Linked DNA regions of Mus musculus: region 1 is linked to region 2. The links are chromatin contacts, called in public HiChIP or PLAC-seq maps. All regions are on one chromosome and are shown on one strand. Each heading gives the region's core, a stretch centred on a gene start, on an enhancer-like site or on the middle of the called end of the contact. The rest is flanking DNA. Distances are from core to core; before and after follow the strand shown.

What was found. HiChIP or PLAC-seq counts read pairs in DNA pulled down with a chosen protein or histone mark.
Region 1: a contact with region 2 is called in an H3K27ac HiChIP or PLAC-seq map of embryonic stem cells, with 17 read pairs. The contact joins the enhancer-like site here to the promoter of Rimbp3 in region 2. A contact is called at or near these places in 27 of 39 promoter capture datasets (the 3T3-L1 cell line, 3T3-L1-derived adipocytes, the C10 cell line and 18 more), 4 of 15 datasets of contacts at CTCF or cohesin (CD8 T cells, the G1E-ER4 cell line, embryonic stem cells and 1 more), 86 of 484 Hi-C or Micro-C datasets (the 3T3-L1 cell line, the AML12 cell line, B cells and 37 more), 40 of 115 datasets of contacts at active chromatin or transcription factors (the 230-238 cell line, CD8 T cells, the HPC-7 cell line and 23 more) and 4 of 9 other capture datasets (adipose tissue, embryonic stem cells, liver and 1 more).

The regions. Positions count from the first base shown.
Region 1 is chr16:17,252,595-17,258,633 of GRCm38.p6, forward strand. Hic2 (hypermethylated in cancer 2) reads left to right here. Exons shown (of 3, transcript NM_178922.3): 2 at 2,374-2,472; 3 at 4,741-6,039. The coding sequence starts at 2,447. It also overlaps a transcript of Tmem191c not described here. Among named protein-coding and RNA genes, the nearest start is that of Tmem191c, 21 kb to the right of the region's middle. Within about 2 kb of position 1,832, at least 53 of the 459 cell types and tissues checked have an H3K27ac peak or open chromatin away from gene starts, as enhancers often do. A contact at or near this core is called in differentiating embryonic stem cells, embryonic stem cells, epiblast stem cells and 8 more, where this site is marked.
Region 2 is chr16:17,205,469-17,211,484 of GRCm38.p6, forward strand. It overlaps Rimbp3 (RIMS binding protein 3), which reads left to right and starts at 2,667. Exons shown (of 1, transcript NM_001033338.3): 1 at 2,667-6,016. The coding sequence starts at 3,246. Gm22129 (a small nuclear RNA gene) reads right to left here and starts at 430; the gene lies at 324-430.

The DNA.
Region 1 (6,039 bases), core at 582-3,081, 46 kb after region 2:
CCATATGGGAAGTGGACCAACTGTCCTCACATTAAGGTCTCTGGATGGTAGGAAAATGTCTGAGTCTTCTCTGACATTAGTCAGATGTGCTTATTAAATCTCTGGGATGTGGAAGGTGCCTAGCTAGCGGTTATGACTTCTTCATCAGTGTTCTTGTCTCAGCCAAGCCCTCTTACCTGGGAGTGGCACTCAGGATGATGGCTGAGGTGGAAGAAACTCCCGCCCGCTTTCTCAGTCCACCAGGCCTTTTACAGATGCATACTCTGGCGGAGTCAGTGGTTGCCAGGCAGGATGAGAAGGTTCTTAAGAGGCCTGGGTGGGATGGCCCCCTTTCCTGGCCTTTTTCCTTTTCACCAGGCCTCCTGGCTGGGTGTGAAGCAGAGAAATTCCAGCCCAGGTGCCCTTGGATGCCTCCAGGAGGGTTCATTCCTGCCCGAGGGGATCAGGCATTGAGAAGAAGTGTGAGGAGTATCATGTGGCTTGAAACCACACCCCGAGTCTGGGCCTCACTGTGTGGGCCTGGAGTCTTCTTGTCCTAGAAGCTGGGCTAGCAGCCTCGCGTGCAAAGGGAGTCACAGGAGGCTCCATAGGCAGACCAGTACTAAGCGTGAGCCTCTGGAGACCGTGGCACTAGGAAAGGTGGGTGTCTAGGCTGATTTGGGGCAGTATTTTTTGGAAGAGGTAGAGTGGTAGACTTTCTCAGTTTCCTATTTAAGTCACTTTTATCTTAAAACCTTTCTCAATTCTTAAGACTGGGCCATAATAGTGGTGTCCTGTCCCATTGTAGGGAACAGAGAAGAGAAGCCTTTTTCACTAGTCCTTGAGGCTTCCTGGACACTAGCCTTCTCAGCAGGATTATGGGTGGGTCATTCCCCCAATGAAGCTCCACTTAGGGTCAGGAGGCGGCACGGAGATAGTGGAAGCCCAGACTGTCATCTGTCATTTTCATCAGCCACTTGAATGCTGTGTGTTTAGGCAGGGAAGTGGGGTGAGTGAATATTGAGGTTGTGGGTGCATGGGGGAAGGGAGGGAGGTCCTGAAGAACCATGCTTTGACTGGCTCTGGAGAAACACTAATCGTGCCCCAGTCAGAGAGAAGCCAGGAGCAACAAGAGTCTGTGTTGCTGTGTGGTTGTTCTGCCCATGCAAGCTTACACTGATTTGTGTCAGTTTTGCCTTTTGTAGAACTTGATGTAAAAGAATTCTTCCCCCTTGAACTCACAGAAATCAGGATTTGGCAAGCGCTATGGCATAAGACTGGTTTAGGCTGAGGTGTCTGGCTGGCTAAGATGGATTTCATGGGTGTCTGATTCATCTTGCCCATTTCGTTGGCTTTTCTTCTGTCCACTGCCCTCTTGGGTGACCAGCTCATGAAACATGGAGCTCAGAGCTGGTTCTTTGTTCTGTGACCTCTGGGATTTTGAGCCCACTCTGAAATGGGAGCTGCTTCTAGGGCTGGAGAGACAGCTGAGCCTGAAGCCAAGGACCGAGGCCTCAGTCTAAGGTCTATACCCCAGGTCTGGTCACATTCCTGAAGGACCTGTCCTCTGGCCCTAGGGATGGTGTGGGGGAAGGGCTGTCAGAGATGGATTCTTGCCTGCTGCAGGCTCCTCCTACCCCTGCTTGTTCCAGGGGAGACCAGGCTGCCGTTCTGTATGGAGTACAGGGATCCAGAACCTCAAGATCCCTCCTCTTGTAGAACACAGAGTGATGGCGGCAGAGAGCACCCCTCACCCGGTTGCTGTTGGTTGTTGTGCTGAGTTGAGCCTGTAGACAGAAGAGCCCTGTTGCCAAGGAAAGAAGGGGAAAGAGGCAGTAGAGGCAGATTGGCTCTTATAAATAGCCCTTCCACAAGTGGCTCCTGGTTTTGACCTTTTGTTATGTAAATATGGCCAGCCTTGCCCTAGCCTCCTGACAGCCAGCTGTGTCTTGCCTTTAGCCTCCTAAGATGCCCCCTCCCTGTATCCTTTCCTTTCCTTTCCTTTCTTTTCCTTTCTTTTCCTTTCCTTTCCTTTCCTTTCCTTTCCTTTCCTTTCCTTTCCTTTCCTTTCCTTTCCTTTCCTTTCGACAGGAACCCTCTTACATAGAGCAGGCTGGCCTCGAACTTACAGATACCCACCTGCCTCTGGGAGTGCTGGGATTAAAGGCAAGGGACATTTACAATGTGCTTTAAAGGCTACATAATGCCACCTAGCTGCTCATATCTAAAACAAGGTCTCTCTTTTTTTGGTGTGTGTGTATGTGTGTCTCATTTTTTTTCCTCTTGCTTTGTTGCCTCAGGTGTTTGTGAACCTCTTTGGGAGTAGAGACCCCCCCACCCCTTGTTCCTCTCTTCTCCTCCGTCCCTCACTGATGCCTGCTTTTTTTTCTCCAGGTAACCAGGCTTTGATGCACCCTCAGGAAGTCTGTGCACTCGAGGAGGCCACCCCCCGCCGGCTGCTGCTCACATGGTTTCTGGGCCCCTGGCACTCCGGTAGGCCTGGGAGAGGAAGAATCACCACTGGTTTCCAGTCCTTGGGGCTTCCTGGGTCTCTCATACAGCTTTGCAGTATACATTCTGTCCTGGCCCTCAGAATTCAGGTTGCTATATGTGCACAGTGCAGGCAGGCAGCATGTGGGGTGTCTAGGACTTGTGGCCCAGGCCTTGGCCACATATAGCTTTTCTTTTATTTCTCTTGGTAGGCCTGAGGTACCAGCTATTATTGCTGGCAGAGCTGGCACTGCCATTGCCTTGGGGCTGATATATAGGGCCTGTGTGGAAATCATACCTTAGGCTCTTTGTTTCTACTTAGCATGTGGAGAAGCCTTGGTTTTCCTCATCTCCAGCCACTCAGTATCCCACTGATGTGCTTCAGCTGTTGTGGGCAAGGGGCAGGCAGGCAGAGCCCTCTGGCAGGTGCTGGTAGGACCGAGTGTTAGCATTCCTGTAACGTTTCTGTTGACTCACAGTGTGCTGGGTTATTAGCTTCCTTCTCTGAACAGGGCAGATTGTTAGTTTTACAGTGTGTTGGGTTGAAGAGAAGCAGGCCTACCCTAGAAGAAGACAGGACTGGGAACATTTTGAGGAAAGGGCAGGGCATTTGGGGTGGTAGTGAGCTTCAGTTTAGCTACATGGAAGCCAGGCATGGTATGCACAGCACAGTCCTTTAATACCGGTGCTTGGGAGGCAGAGGAAGAGTGATTTCTTCTGAGCCAAGGACAGCTTGGTCTATACATCAAATTCCAGACCAGGTAGGGTTCCAAAGGGAGATCCTGTCTCAAAGAAAGAAATTAGACCCTGAGTTGGAGGCTCATAGTTCTCTGTGTAAGCTACCAGAGCCCCCAGACTTTTGCTGTGGGCACTGATGTTGCAGGGCTGGCAGCTGAGTCCCCATGGCTTGTGACCTCAGGAAACTTTGGGTCTCCTTGGGCACTGGTGTGGCCCATTCTATTGGATGGAAGTTAAGGCAGGCCATGTGGAGTCAAGAGTGCCGCTGAGGTATACTTCTGACCTCCTGGGGCCTTCGGTACACTTGCCGCCCTTGTTCTCCTGGAGAGCTCTTTACAGGTGGGATCTCACTTGGACACACTATTGCTGATAGATTCCTTTGAAGACGAGAGGCATCCGTGTGCTTATTACTTAGTCACTGCAGCTGGAGTCTATGTAGCCTGTTTGGAAGGACCAGCTTGCTGCCTTTCCCAGGCTCCAGATGGTAGACAGTACTAGAAAGGGCACAGGGCTCACAGGCTTGGACAGTGCCCACTGTCTCTATACTCCTGGATGGTGGTGAGCTTGTAAGAACCCAGCAGTTATGGGAGGGAGGATCAGTATTTGGGTCAGGACTAGGAGTTAGCAAATGAGAACGCCTTGGCTGCCTGGCGGAGTATTTGAAAGGTATCCCAGGATAGAACAGAGGTTGTGGGCCAGAGGCTAGCAAAAAAATTTGGTTTGGCTCATAGTTTTTTTGAGTTTTGGTTGTCTTTTGTTTACTTGTTTGTTTGTCTGGCTGTTTTTTTTTTTTTTTTTTTTTGGGTGGGGTTTTTTTTTCCTTTTTTTTTTCTTTTCCATTTTTTATTAGGTATTTAGCTCATTTACATTTCCAATGCTATACCAAAAGTCCCCCATAGCCACCCACCCCCATTTTTTTTCCTTTTTATCTTTTAAATTTTAACCTTTTAGTTTAAAAAAATTTGTGTGTGTGTGTGTGTGTGTGTGTGTGTAAGTGTGGGAAGACCAGTCCCGTGGGGTGGGTTTACGCCTGGACTGGCCAGCTGCCAGTCATTTTTGTAGGTTCTCTTTGTGACCTCTGACCTGTGAATGACTTCTTTCATACCTGAAAGAGTAACAAAGGAAAATTCAAACCCCATTAACATTTCTAGATTTATTTTTATGTATGTGAGTGCTTTGCCTGCATGTATATAACTGCTTGAGTGCCTGCTGCTTGCAGAGTTAATAAGAGGGCATCAGATCCTGGGAATCAGACTTACAGATGATTTGAAGAACAGCAAGTGCACTTAGCCAATAAGCCCTCTACCTAGCCTATACACCTTGGGTTTTGCTTGGCACCTGTATTTGTCATGACCTCTTTTTCCATGTGAGTAGTTGGCAGGAAATGAGAGGACACGGTCTTATACATAATGAAATCTGTCCTGTACACTGTGCCTGAGGAGGGTGGAATCCGGTGGGCTCAGTACATACCCTGTGCCAGGCCTTCGTGCAGGTTGCAGGTTAACTATCTATCCTGCCTGTTCTTGCCCACAGGTGGTGCCCGTGGGCAGGGCACAGGGACATGGGGCCAGACATGGAGCTTCCCAGCCATTCAAAACAGCTCCTGCTACAGCTGAACCAGCAGAGGGCCAAGGGCTTCCTGTGTGACGTCATCATCATGGTGGAGAACTCTATCTTCCGGGCCCACAAGAATGTCCTGGCTGCTAGCAGCATCTACTTCAAGTCCCTGGTCCTGCATGATAACCTCATCAACTTAGACACAGACATGGTCAGCTCCACTGTGTTCCAGCAGATCCTGGACTTCATCTACACAGGCAAGCTCCTGCCCAGTGACCAGCCATCTGAGCCAAACTTCAGCACTCTACTCACTGCTGCCAGCTACCTCCAGCTGCCTGAGTTGGCAGCCCTCTGTCGCCGCAAACTGAAGCGAGCTGGCAAGCCCTTTGGCCCTGGACGAGTGGGTACTGCTGGCATAGGGCGACCAACCCGCAGTCAGCGGCTGTCCACAGCCTCTGTCATCCAGGCTCGATTTCCAGGGCTTGTAGATGTGCGTAAAGGACACCCTGCTCCCCAGGAGCTCCCTCAGGCCAAAGGCTCAGATGATGAGCTTTTTCTGGGCACCTCCACTCAGGAGAGCACACACGGCCTGGGCTTGGGGGGTCCAGCTGGTGGGGAGATGGGCTTGGGGGGCTGCAGCACCAGCACCAATGGGAGTAGTGGGGGCTGTGAGCAGGAGCTGGGCTTGGACCTGTCCAAGAAGAGCCCACCCTTACCTCCTACAACCCCTGGCCCCCACCTCACACCCGAGGACCCAGCCCAGCTGAGTGACAGCCAGCGAGAGTCACCCGCACCCACATCGACCTCTGCCCTGCCTGTCGGCAATAGTGCCTCATTTGTTGAGCTGGGGGCCACTCCTGAGGAGCCCATGGATGTGGAAGGGGCTGAGGAAAACCACCTGAGTCTGCTGGAAGGACAGGGTGGGCAGCCTCGCAAGAGCCTCCGGCATTCAGCCCGCAAAAAAGATTGGAACAAAAAGGAACCTGTGGCTGGGTCCCCCTTTGATAGGAGAGAAACAGGATCTAAGGGTTCCTGCCCAGGGGAAGAAGGTGAAGGGACTGGGGACAGGGTTCCCAATGGCGTTCTGGCTAGCAGTGCTGGTGGAGGTGGCCCCAGTGCATCGTATGGGGAGCAGTCATTCCCCTGCAAGGAGGAGGAGGAGAATGGCAAAGATGGGAGTGAGGACAGTGGGCAGAGTGGGAGTGAGGGGGGCAGCGGCCATACTGGCGCCCACTATGTATACCGGCAGGAAGGCTATGAGACAGTGTCATATGG
Region 2 (6,016 bases), core at 1,417-3,916:
TACAGATCCAGTTCCAGAACAGCCAGGGTTGTTACACAGAGAAAACCTGTCTTGAAGAAGAAGGAGGAGGAAGAGGAGGAGGAGGAGGAGGAGGAGGAGGAAGAAGAAGAGGAAGTAAGTCACCCTGGGTACTCAGAAGGCACCACAAAGGATCTTTCTGACAGAATGTATGGCTATGGAAGGTTAGTTATCACTGTGGGTTGTTTTTTTTTTTTTTTTTCTGGTTTTATCCAAGATCTGTCTTTTTTTTTTTTTTTCCTCAAGAATAGTCTGTTAAACCACACAATGGATCTGTGAACTTGTGAACTTGAGTATTACACATAAAAAATATGGAACGCTTCACGAATTTGCGTGTCATCCTTGCGCAGGGGCCATGCTAATCTTCTCTGTATCCTTCCAATTTTAGTATATGTGCTGCCGAAGCGAGCACCACTGTGGTTTTTTGTAAGCCAGTTAATGCCAGAGCCTGGAAGAACAGGGAGGAACCGGATAGGAGGAAAGTTCCTGATCTACACTAAAGTAGCCAGACAATAGCTATATATGTGATTTTTTTTTTTCTGAGACAGATTTTCTCTGTGTAGCCCTAGCTGTGCTGGAACTCCAGGCTGGCCTCAAACTCACAGAAATCCACCTGCCTCTGCCTCCCAAGTGCTGGGATTAAAGGCATGGGCCACCACCCAGCATTAGGTGTTATTATCATTGTTGGTCTTGTTTTTCCTTGAGGGAAAGAGGAGAGTCTATTGTCCCTCGTTTGAGGTCTGGACCTTACCAACAAGCTGGCTGAAGCTTCATTCCTTGCCCACCTTCAGGCCTCTTCCCAATACCCCCATGCCCGGTGTACACCCTAAAGCTTGCTGACAGGTGTTTGCTGAGTGTTGGAACTGGGTAGGCCTGGAGACCAAGTACAGTACCCTCTATGTTCTTTCTATCTGCCTGGTCCAACCTGCATGGGAAAGACATTCCATTTTTACCTGCTTTGAGTTTGCTCTGGGCAGAGACACAAAGGTTTACTAGTCATACCCATTCCTCAAAGGTAAAGCAGCTGTATGTAGAGTCATCAAGGCAACCCTGTGGGCTAGAGCATCTTGGGAACTCTAAGCCCAGCCTGGAGAGTCCAGAAAGGCTCCTTGGAGTAGAAAACTACCAAATCAATACCAAAAGACAGGAAAAAGTGAGCAGTAGGTAAGAGGACAAGAGTAGGTTTGAGTCAGGTGTAGGGTGCACACCTGTGATCCCAGCTGTCTGGTAGCCTGATGCAGGAAGACCACTAGTGCAAGGTCAGCCTGGACAAATTAGCAACATCCTAACTCAAATATGAATTTAAAAAGGAGATGGGTATAGTGCCATGCACATACCTCTAATCCCACTTGGGAGGCAGAGGCAAGTTGATCTTTGTGAGTTTGAGCCCAGCCTGGTCTACATAGCAACTTCCAAGTCAGCCAGGACATAGAAAGACCAGACCCTGTCTCCAAAACAAAGACAAACACAAAACAAAAAATTCCACCATCGCCACTACTACCACCACCACCAGAAACTTCAAACAGACATTCATGCATGGTGCTGCATACCTTTATTCCAGGCAAGGTCTCTGTGACTTCTAGGATAGCCCAGTAGACATCAGTTCTAAGCCATCCAGAGCTACAGAGTGAGACTATATATATATATATATTTTTTTTTTAATGTTTTGGGGAGCTGGAAAGATGGCTCAAGGGTTATGGGTGCTTGCTGATCTTGCAGAAAACATGGCTTTGGTTCCTCCTCCTGAATGGTGGGATTAAAAGGATATACCACCACTGCTCATCTTAACATCTTACTTTTTTTTTTAAAGATTTATTTATTTATTACATGTAAGTACACTGTAGCTGTCTTCAGACACTCCAGAAGAGGGCATCAGATCTTGTTACAGATGGTTGTAAGCCACCATATGGTTGCTGGGATTTGAACTCAGGACCTTCGGAAGAGCATTTGGTACTCTTAACCACTGAGCCATCTCTCCAGCCCCAACATCTTACATTTTTAAAGGGGCTGAAGACTGAAGATATAATGAATAGTAAAGTGCTTGCCTATTACTTACTAAATGAGACCTTGGGCTCAGTCTCTACTACTACTAGTACTACTACTACTTCACAGAGAGAGAGACAGAGACAGACAGAAACAGAGACAGGATATGAATCTCAGTGGTATAAAATTTGCCCAGCATGTTTGAGGTGGGTGCAATCAATCCTCAGTCACTGCCACCTGCTGATTCAAAAAGGCTCAGATGCAAGACATGTTGGTCAACTCCTGCAATCCAAGCACTGGGGAAGCAGAGACAGCCTGCTCTATAGAGTGAATTCCAGAACAGCCAGCTCTACACACACACACACACACACACACACACACACACACACACACGTCTCAAACAAACAAACAAACAAACAACACAAAGTTTCAGTTGATATAAGAAAAGGCACCGGGCAGTGATGGCCTTTAATCCCAGCATTTGGGAGGCAGAGTCAGGCGGATATCTGAGTTTGAGGCCAGCCTGGTCTACAGAGTGAGTTCCAGGACAGCTAGGGCTACACAGAGGAACGCTGTCTCAAAAAAAACAAAAACAAAAACAAAAACAAAAAAAAAACACAAAAAAACAAAAAACAAAAAAACAAAACCAAAAAGAAAAAAGAAAAGAAAAAGAACAAAGAAAAGGCTTAGCATGTTGGGTCCTGCGTAGGAACAGAGGAGTTATAGCCACTTAGGGCTCAGAGCTCAACCACAAATTTAAGCAGATCTTGTAAGAAGTTTACCTAATTTCAAAACTCGACCAGAAACCCTAGTAGAGCCAGGTGAGATCTGACCAGAATCCATTTTTACTCAGGCCCAGGATCAGCGATCATCTAGGAACCCTACTGGGGATCTAATTCTGGAAAGGATTGCACACTGCCAGGGCGAAAGTGGAACAGGTCACAAAAGCCCTAAAGCAGATATGTGTGGGCTCCGAAATATGCCCGGGGTATCCGGGGAAGTTCAGAGGCTAGTTTGAAAGGGGTCTCAGGAGTTTAGGAAGAAGCGAAAGGCACTCAATCTGTGGGGAGGCGACAGGTTATAAGGGAGATCGCCCCCAAGGCGGAAGAGGCGCGCGGAGGGCACCTAGGGGCGCCGGAAGGGGCGCGTGGGGCGGTTGGCAGCGGCCGGGGGCGGAGGCCGTTGGCTAACTGGCCTACCAATACCAAACTATCTCTCTGGCTTCTTGCCGGGCTGCGGCCACAATGACAAAGGACTCACCCACCCCCTTGGGTGGTGGCCGCGCGTCGCCCAAGAAGCCAAGCAGCCCCGGCCCAGCGGCCGCAGTGCTGGAGGAGCAGAGACGAGAGCTAGAAAAACTACGGGCAGAGCTGGAGGGCGAGCGCGCGCGCGGCCGGTCGGAACGGAGGCGTTTCGCTACCCAGACGCGCCAGCTGCGGGAGTCGGCTGAGCAGGAGCGGCAGCAGCTGGCTGACCATCTGCGCTCCAAGTGGGAGGCACGACGCCTCCGGGAGCTGCGGCAGCTGCAGGAGGAGGTGCAGCGCGAGCGTGAGGCCGAGATCCGGCAGCTGCTGCGCTGGAAGGAGGCAGAGATGCGGCAGCTGCAGCAGTTGCTACACCAGGAGCGCGATGTTGTATTGCGCCAGGCAAGGGAGCTTCAGCGTCAGCTGGCCCAGGAGCTAGTGAACCGTGGTTACTGCAGCCGCTCAGGGGCATCCGAAGCCTCCGCGGCACAATGCCGCTGTCGCCTGCAGGAAGTGCTGGCGCTGCTGCGCTGGGAGACCGACGGCGAACAAGCCGCGCGCATCCGCCACCTGCAGGCGGCGCTAGACGTGGAGCGCCAGCTATTCCTTAAATACATCCTAGAGCACTTCCGCTGGCAGCCGGCTTTACCGGGACCCGCGGACCCCCAAGCCACGCATTCCTTGGAAGAGCCGCCCCTAGAAGCCCAGAGTAACACTGGTGGCACCCCAAAGCCTGCTCGTCGACTCGGATCCCTCGAAAGCCTGAACACTGGCGTCCGGGTTCATTCTCCAAACGACCTGCTGCCCACGCGCGCCGGCTCCCTCGAATCTTTGGCAACAGCACATTCCTGCTCACTGGACAACACACTGAATTGCTCCCAGGCTTCTGAATCCGAGGTAAGGGCCCCTGCGACCAGCGCGTCTATTCCAGACACCTCCAGTCCCCAGCCGCCGCCTCAGCTACCATCAATACATAGGAAACCTAATGACCTGCAGAAAGAAAGCTCCGAGAACAAGCCCTGCGAAGCCTCGACCTCCTCGCCTCCGGGTCTGGACTACCAGGAACTGGTGAGGCAGAACTCGGAGCTGGCCGAGGCATTGCAGGTGCTGGTTCGCCGCTGTTGTGACCTGCGCGAAGAAAACTTGCATCTGCGGCGTAAAGGCTTCTCCGAGGAGGCAGGAGAGAAAGTGAAATGGCTCAAGGTGAAGCACGCAGAGCTGACCGATCTCGCTCAGCGCCTTGAAGACAGGGCCCGCAAGCTTCAGGAGACCAATCTGAGGGCCATGAGTGCTCCAGTGCCAGGTGAGAGCCTCGAAGGTCTGGACCTGAGCCAAGTGTTTACCTGCCAGCGTGCTCAGGACCTGTCAGAACAGGCTGGCGCGCTGCAAGCCAAGGATCTACAGATCGAAGCATTGAGGCGGGAGTGCCACCTGCTGCAGGCGCGCATCGCCGCGGACCTTGGCAGCTCCTCGCATCCTGAAGAGGGCGCCACGTGCGCGCAATGGTGCAACATCAGTGACTTGGACCGGCTGCAGCGTGAGTCTCAGCGGGAAGTGCTGCGCCTGCAAAGACAGTTGACTCTACATCAGAGTAAAGCAGGCGCCTGGGCAGACGCGGGCAGACCCAGCACACCCTCGGAGATAACTCGGCACCAGGTGCAGGCGCTGGAACGCGAGTTGGGTTTACAGCGGCGGGAATGCGAGGAACTGAGCGTTCAGGCAGCCGCAGCTGAGCGGCGCTACGAGGAGACAGAGGCACAACTGCAGGCCGCGCTGCACAAAGGCGCCAGGCTGTCAGAGGAGAATGCACGGCTGCAGGCCCTGGCCAACTGGATGAAGAAGATGGCAGATGAGAACAGCAATGTTTCCCGGCAGCAAAGTCACACGAGGCAGAGGCAGGAACTCGAAGCCACTAGCCTGCTGGCTGAGCAGCTGCTGCAACAAGAGGGATATGCGCAAGACAGGCGGCAGCAGCTGCAGCACTACAAGAATAAAGCCCTAAGTGACCTTAGGACTTCCGGGAAAGAGATGCAGGGGTTGCAATTTCAGCCTGGCCACCCCTCAGAGACATCAGAGACCACCCAAGCTTCAGAGTCCCAAGCCAGGGATAGCGGGAGACCCACGTTCAAAACAAAATCTGAAGAACGTGTATTACCTTTGCCTACCAGGGACATACAGCCTCCTGCTTGTCTCTCCCAGCAGGAGAATCCAGTTATCGTTGAGGAACCAGCTGCTGGCCCCCAAGTGTCAGACAGAAATTCAACTAGTCAGTCTCTGGACTCCAAACCGCAAGCCAAGAAAACCAGTTCACAGTCAAATTCCTCCTCAGAGGTAGAGTCCATGTGGGCTACAGTGCCATCTTGCCTTTCTTTGGACATGGACACAGCAAGTGAAGTGGATGATTTAGAACCAGACAGTATGTCCACTCCCCTGGAAATGAGGAGCCTTGAGGCTCCCATCATTCCCAAGCTCAAGCTCTTCTTGGCTAGATCTAGCTACAATCCATTTGAAGGGCCTAGTGAGCATTGTCAAGGCAAGCTGCCCCTCACAGCTGGGGACTATGTCTATGTTTTTGGGGACATGGATGAGGATGGCTTCTATGAAGGGGAGCTTGTGAATGGGCAGCGAGGGCTAGTCCCCTCCAACTTAGTGGAACCGATTTCAGGAAGCCCTATTCTGAACCACCTATTCCTCAAGTCCCCTGACATTGGTCCCACTGCACTACCAGCTGGGCACAGCAAAGTCTTGAAGAAAGGCAGCTTATTACTTGG